Regions from separate parts of the Arachis hypogaea genome. Here region 1 is linked to region 2. A link is a contact called in public Hi-C data. All regions are on one chromosome and are shown on one strand. The core of a region is the stretch at or near the end of the contact, and the rest is flanking DNA. Distances in the headings are between cores, read along the strand shown.

Region 1 (4,109 bases), core at 2-2,501, 45 kb before region 2:
GTATTTATGAAGCAATTGACCTTTGTTATAGCTCTTCTAAAAAAACCAAATTCTGGATTAAAATTTATTCCCACGGTCCAAAAGAAGTTTTCCATCAACCTATCTCTTGCAAAACTTAACTTCTCTGCTAAGTAGGTTTTTTTCCACCACCTAATTAAGATACAATAAAAAATAATTAGGGTTAGTACACAATATCATATACCAATTGTTAAACTAATTTCAAATAATGATCATAATTTATACTTGAGAAATAATAAAATTAAGAAAAAATGATAAATCGATCTCTGACTTTTCAGTTTGCAGATATTTAAGTCCCTAAGGAATTAAAAAAATATTTAAGTCCCTGACTTCTTCAAAATCTAGACATATCAATCCCTAAGTTTAATTTTTCCAATTTTAAAAACTTTCTCACTGTCTGTGTGCATCCGTATCAACCAGGTCAGTACAATGGGAATCACGTTTGATTTTTCTGTTAAGCCTGACAGACCCAAATGAACATAAGATCTAGAGATCAATGTCTAGATTTTAAAAAGGCAGCGACTTAAATATATTTTTAAATCTTCGTAAATTTAAATGTTTACGAATCAAAAGGTCAAGGATCTATTTGTCTCTTTTTTAATTAAGAGAAAATGACAAATTGATCCCTAACTTTTAAAATTTTATATATGATAACAAATAATAACTATTTTAAAAAAATATATAATAATAGAAATATAAATAAAATAGTATTCATGTGTTTTTCTAAATTCATGATATCTTGTTATTACCTTGACATATCCTTCAACTCTTCTTGGTGAATGCTTTGAACAATGTTGAAATCTAATTTAGCAAACTGAAGAAATGTAGGATTCAAATTGTGACTTTTTTCATATGTGTTGATGAACCAATGGGCCTCCCATCTTGTCACCCTCCAATGTAATGGATACTCCAATGAATGATTGATTAAGAGGGATATATAGCTACCATCATTTCTTTTTACATATTCTTTGAGAATCTTTGAACTATATTTTTTTGCATCATCTAATATAGTTTCTTCTTCTACTAAATGAAATGAGGCTTCATATAGTGATAAAATTCCATCGATGCTAATTGAAGATTGATGTTCGTTGAAATTGTTTGTTTCTTTGAGATAGAAATCAAACACATCTACAACAATAAAAAGAAAAAGTAATTTAATTAAGGTTAATACTTATATAGTTACATACTTGCTTTTAAATATCTTTTGTATGTACCGTCGTAATTGGATTTCATAAAGTTAAAACTAAAAGAAAATTATATATAGCCGATGTAAAGCAACACCTATAAGCCATAATTTTGTGGACCACAAATTAACACTGGTACTATTTATTATAAAAATATTATGTATATATTAAAAATTAATTACTAAATTAATTATTTTATATTTGTATATAAATATATGTATTATTTAATTTATTTTTAATATATTTTATATTTTATTATATATTTTATATAGATGAGTCATTTGATATTTTTTTCCGCATAAGCTTGTACAACTATGTATGCTATTGCAAAGAGCTTGCTATATATACACTTATTCTTTTACCTGTTTTACTAATAAATTAACTTTTCTTTAACGAGTTAATAGTTAAAATCGTTCCTAAAAGATATTTTGATTTTCATTTTCGTCTTCAAAAGAGAAAATTAATCGAATTCGTCCCCCAAAGATATCCTACTTGATCACGTTCGTTTTTCTGTCATCTCTTTCACTGAGTTGGCAAACGTCTACTGACGTGTATCGTTAACTGCCAATATGACAGACAATCAAAACGACGCAGTTTTGGTACAAGGCTCTCCTAACCTTAAAACGTGGCCGTTTAGTCTTTAGAAGAGAGATTCAAACGTACTTCAGAGTTATCTTTCTATAAGCAATTTTAATTTCTTGATCAGAAGAGTCCCTTGACACAAACAACACCTCATATGGGTCACGTCGATTTATTGGGGTAGACGGTCCTTCCAATTTCGGACCCATTTCCATTAACCAGCCAGTCACTCCCTTTCTCTCTGCCCTCTTCAAACATAGAGTTAAACCCAAAAATGAAAAAAAAAAACACCTTTTAACTTTCGAATACTATTGTGGCATGTTATTCATCGACCCAAGTGAGAGAATTTAAAATCCAAAGATAGATGAAGGAGAGCTTCGAGAGAAAGCAAGGAATTCAAAAAGTCATTGGATCGAGCATGGTTGATGGTTTCCTTTAAATAGGGAAAAAGTGGAGATTTTGCGAGATGGGAATTTGGGGATCTAATGGAAGGTGCGTGAAGGCGAGGTCAATTTGAAATGAAATTGGAAATGGAAAAGAAAAGGGTTGGATAAGGTTTGAATTTTCACGAAAGAAAAAAAAGGAGATGATGATGGGGTAAGGCTTTGCAACATTTGAATCTCTCTTCTGAAGACTAAACGGTGATGTTTCAAGGTTAGGAGAGCCTTATACCAAAATTGCGTCGTTTTGATTGTCTGCCATGTTGGTAGTTAATAATATACGTTAGCAGATTTTTGCCAACTCAACAAAGGAGATGACGAAAGGACGAACGTAATCAGGTAGAATTTTTGGGGGACAAATTCGATTAATTTTATCTTTTGAAGACGAAAATGAAAATTGGATATCTTTCAGGATTTTGACTATTAACTCTTTCTTTAACTAATAATTACTCAATAAAGTAATAAATGAGAAGAATAAGAGAAAAAAAAATTTAAAAGAAAAAATATTGTTAATTATTCTCCGAAAACAATTCATTTCTAATCTCTAGATCTTTTGTTACCATTTATATTTAAAGATTTATGCATGCCCTTTTTATTTAGAAATATTAAAAATTTTGAGGAAAAATGTGGTAGTTTAAAAGGGAAATGTGACAACTTTTGAAAAAATTGATAACTATACAGAGAAATGTGAGGAAGATATTATGAAAAAATATATAAAAAATACAGGGTAAACTATTACTTATATTCCAAATGTTATTAGGAGTATATAGTAATCTTGTCTCAAACTATTTTTTATTCTATTGTGTCCCAAACGTTTTATTTGAATCACTCAATATTAGCCCATCATTAACATAATTAAAAACTCCTAATAAAGTGTGACATATATAATAAATGTTTCATGTAAGAAACTCCTATAAATTTCATGTAAGAAACTCGTACATATTACCATTTGTTAACAAGAGTTGAACTTTATATATTTTAGTAAAAAATCTTTGATGCCATGTAAAATGACTTAGAAAGTGAAAATTGCAATGTTTACCACATGTAAAACAATTACATATACTTATTATATTTAATATTACATAATTATTTTAATAATATTTAAAAAATATAAAATAAAATAAATAATAACTAAAAAATATAAAAAGAGATAATCTTAATATGTTTTAGACTCATTTCTAATTTGTTATTGTCTCCATGACTTTTTATTATAACGGATATGTTTGGTAACAAAAAAAATTTTGCCAAAAACAGTCATAACTTACTTTATTTAATATTTATTAATTATTACGATAATTAATAAATGTTAAATAAGATAAGTTTTGACTAATTTTTTTTTGTCTCCTTAGCATTATCCTATTATAAATAATAGTTGATGAGCGGTCACATGTCTATTATCCCCTATCCAACAATAGTTTTGTACTTTCGTGGATCACAAATTAACGCTTGTACTGACTACTTGCCATGCTTTTTTGTCTCGGTGCATAAGTACAAGTGTACAACTATACATGCCATCACTATAGATTATTGCAAAGAACTTGCTATATATTATTCACTTATTTTATTATATGTTTTATTATTTTGTCTTTTCACCATGAATTCTCACCCCCTTGACTATGAATGTAGTTCAAATTATGTTGTAGGAAATAGAGATTATAATGAAAACATGCATCAAGGATGAAACAACCAAAGGTGGGAGGAGTCTCAAGAATTTGATCAACTGGAACCGCATCGTTTGGACCTGTGTAGCTAAAGTTATAGCCGTTTGAGTGCAAAGAGGTCAGGCTGGACAGCTTAGCAATTCCTCCAACTTCTTATATTTCTTCCACTTTTGCATGCTTTCTTTCCATCCTCTAAGACATTCCTGCCTTGTAATCTCTGAAATCAC
Region 2 (4,157 bases), core at 94-2,593:
GACATTAGTTGCTATATATTTTGTCACTAAAAAATATTTAGCGGCAATTTTTCAATAATTATGAAAGTCCTATAGCTTATGACACATAAAATAATAATAATAATAATAATAATAATAATAATAATAATAATAATAATAATAAATTAAAATTGTCACAAAATAATAATCATAATATTATTGTCACTAAAATTATTTTTTAGTGTAGGGATTCAACAATATTATTGGTGATATAATATTTATAATAATAAATAGGATTCATGCATCTTGTTCAGATATATAATTAATGGCATAACGACGGGGGATGCTTTTGCATTCAACCAAAGTGCATATTGAATGGAACACGTACGTTGAATATAATGAACGGTTTTTTGGAACGAATTTTGGTTGCTATTTCACGAATTTCTTGTAGTGATTCCCTATCATCATTTTATTATAATTTAGAATCGTCGTAATTTTTCACAATTTAAGTTTTTTATTTTATATTATAAGTTGTTATAATTTTCAATAATGTATGTGCTAATTAAAAATACACAATTTCAAAAATTTGGTTAGACTAAAAATAAGTTATATATTTTATAATAGTTATAAACTTATTTAAGTCATTTTCATATTATAAATTAAAATAAGATCCATATGAGATGCAACTATTATTTTTATTTGTGCGTATTTCTATTTTTCTAAAGTGTTACATAATACAAGCTACTGTCTTTCTTTTCTGATGCCAAAAAATTCTTATTTCAGTAATATAATAAATCTCTAGATTGATCTCAATTTTTGTATTGGAAATATTTGTCTTAAACAAAACGCATTCAACAATTTAGTCTTTGATTTTGTACAATATTGGAGACATGATGAAATAAAATAATAAATTAGTCTCTATCATGTTTAGAAATAAAATAATAAATAATTTTTAAATTTTTCTACAAAAATTAAAATAACACAGTTGAAAGATTAAATCATTTAAAATTTTAAAGATAAAAAACTAGTATATTTATTTACTTTATTAATTAATTTGTTTAATCTTATGAAATATAATATATCTATTAACTAAATATTTTTCATCAGAGTTTTTTCCAATATAAGATTATTAAAGATTAATTTAAAGTATCCACTCTTCTTATTTTCACGCTGAAATAAAAATAATATTTATGCCACTTTTTATATATTTTTTTCTTGTACATCTTTTTTATGTTATAAAAGAAGTTTTTATCTTCTCTTATTTTGTTATCAATCACTTTTAATATAAAAAATAACGTGGAGAAATTAAATAAAATCCATTCACATGTGACATGTGGGCTCGTTGCCTGGTTGTGACCACGACATTCGGCAAATAATTCATGCGAAGATAAGATGCTTTCTGGTTCTGGCACCGCTACATTGACCACAACATGCATGATTATTAATTACATGATTATTCATTTGAAAAAATTTTAAGTGTACCAAAAATACCGATGTTTCAATTGTTTTATCCATTAATTTTAATTAATATATATTATATATTTTTTATAATTCAAATTAATAATTAAAATAATTGGATCATAAATATTTTTGATACACTTAAAATTCTTTCTATTTATTTTGCACGCAATGATGTAAAGACTCTTACGTCAGAGTCCTTGCTGTCCAGCAGGTTCTACGTGTTATTAAAAAGTTTATTACAAATTACAGACAAAAAATTAAAATGATGAGAAATTATCAAATTTTTTAAATATAAAACGAAAAAATATAATTACTTGAAATTTAATTTAAAAGATTAAAATTTTAAAAATTGTAATTTGTAAATTCTTTATATAATATTATTAAACAAATATTTATTGAATATTTTAAAATTTTTCTTTGATAAAATAAAAATTATATATTAAAAACTAATAAAATTTAAAATAATACTGGTCAAACCAAATGTAAAGATCACGAACTGATGAGTTCTAACTTCGGTGAAAATAGAATCAGGTTGAAAAGAGAGAGACAACTTGCAAGACACTCTAATACTTAAGTTAACAATGTGTTTAGATGTTTTATGATTCAGAGTTTACTTATTGAATTCCTTCTCCTTTTATCCCTTTAATTCGGAATGACCGTTTTTTTTTTTTGGACATTTATTGCCTTTATAACATGCTCTTAATGCCATGATTTGGTTGTTTCATGACTTGGTAGTGTAGCTATTATGTTGTACTTGACGTTATCTTATAATCCCAGATTCTCATTTAGTTAGGGGTGAGCAGGGGTTGCTTAGTTAGGGGTGAGCAGGGGTTGCGGATATTCGATTACCCGTCTGAATTTGAATCGAACCAATTAAATTGGTTCTGAAACCAACGGGTAACAATTCTGATATGCGGAACCCGAATCAATCCGTAGACCCGACCATATATTAATTAAATAAAAAAAATTTAAAAAATATATATGCCTTTTAATATGTTTGGATTTTAATGTCTTTAGTGATTAATATGTTTGGATTTTAATGCGTTTAATTTTTAATGTATTTGGTGTTTAACATGTTTGGATTATTTCTATTAATGTTACATGTTTGTTGTACTTACAGAATTTTTAAGATAAAGATTTTGCTTTTTTTTATGAATTTCTGTTTTATCGGGTACCCAATTATCCGAAACGAACCAATCCATTTTTAATCGGTTTGGTTTGGTTCGGTACACACAAAAAGCACAAATCCAAACCAAACCAAACCAATTACAAAATTGGTTCGGTTCTAATTTCACCTTAAACCTGAACCAACCCGACCCGTGCTCTCACCCCTACATTTAGTTGTTATTTCATATATCATAATTTGTCTAGAACAGTACCCCAACTTGAGTCCCTTGACTTTATGATTTTGTCAAGAGTATCCGAGTTTATGAGGTCAGATCTAAGTGAGTCCTTAATTTCTTAGGCGCCAAAATTCTAAGGAAACTGTTTAGTTTCCTTTAACCTTCTTTGTGTGATTGTAACTTTTCTTGGTTTACGAAACGTCAGGCTATTTATGAATTCTCTCTCTATCAATCAATGTCACATTAATTTCTAATTAAACAATCTTTACTCTAACTTTACTTTTCAAAACATTTCCTCTCTTCAAGGAGGCTTCTCTCTTTCGTTCTTCTTTCCCTTCCTTCTTTTTGCTACCATTTCAAAGAAGAAAGGCTAGCTTTCTGTAACTATTTTTCTACGCGAAACACTTTGCAAATTTTGGTAAGGTTCTAAGGTTCTTTTTGCCTCCTTCCTTCTTTTTGAACCAATTTGTTAGTGTTTCTTACTTTTGGGTTTTGCATTACGCTTTTCTTCATTGCCCCATTCATTTCTTCCATGATTCTAGTTATTGCTCCATGTATTTCTTTATGTGATTTTGGTTTTTACATTTGCCACGTTTGATTAAGTTAATATAGTAGGGGTACCACTATCTTAGGTTTTCCTAACTCGATAGCAATGATTTTTACATTTCATTTTGCCCTATTCTACCAACACCTTTCTGGATTTTCCAGAACTATGGTGAATTTTTTAACTTCATGGGTAGATTTTAGAGTTTTCCAATCCTGAGTAACATAGTGGTGGTGCCCTTGTAGATTTTTTCCGAGATGCCAAGGAAAAAAGGTTATAGCAGCTCGTGAACGTGGTGGTACCGCTAGTCGTCCGAGGCCCCGACCTACCCAGTTCCTCATATAAACAGTAAGCTTGAAGAGGGGCTTGAGAACTTGCGAGAAGCCAGAATTATCTTTAATTTCGACTTGAGCAATTTTTATATCTTTTCGGTCCTTAGACTAGCAGATCGTTTGTGCCATATTAATGAGCATGCTAGTAATATCCCTGACTGGTTATGGATGTATGAGACTCTGTTTTTTTGAGTTGAAGTCCGACTTCTCTTTTCTGATTTCCAAGTGAACGTCTTAACTCATACTGGATGCGCTTCTTCCCAACTTCATCCGAATAGTTGGCCATCATTCGCTGTTTTGAACTTTTGTGCTCATTCTTAGATATCGAACCTTCCCTCAAAGACTTTTTCTTCTTTTTCACTTTGTTGATGCCCTTTAGGTCACAATTTCGTGGGTTCATCTCATTCTGAAGTGTTCCAAATAGACGAATTTTTAATATTTTTGAAGAGTCTTATCATGGATTCAAAGAGAAAATTTTCAAAATTCAAGGAATTGAAGGTACAAACCCTTTTTTCTTGA

Evidence for each region. A called contact is a pair of places that touch in the nucleus more often than the background predicts.
Region 1: a Hi-C map of leaf shows a contact between it and region 2, with 1.9 times the contacts expected there. The contact joins the promoter of LOC112701625 here to the enhancer-like site in region 2. A contact is called at or near these places in 2 of 8 Hi-C or Micro-C datasets (leaf and an unstated tissue).

Annotation. Positions count from the first base shown.
Region 1 is chr7:77,017,679-77,021,787 of arahy.Tifrunner.gnm2.J5K5, reverse strand. It overlaps LOC112701625 (terpene synthase 10-like), which reads right to left and starts at 1,251. Exons shown (of 6, transcript XM_025752365.2): 1 at 1,233-1,251; 2 at 768-1,146; 3 at 1-150. The coding sequence starts at 1,251.
Region 2 is chr7:76,972,762-76,976,918 of arahy.Tifrunner.gnm2.J5K5, reverse strand. No RefSeq gene overlaps it. Among protein-coding and RNA genes, the nearest start is that of LOC112704435, 9.3 kb to the right of the region's middle. Within about 2 kb of position 1,343, at least 1 of the 3 cell types and tissues checked has open chromatin away from gene starts, as enhancers often do.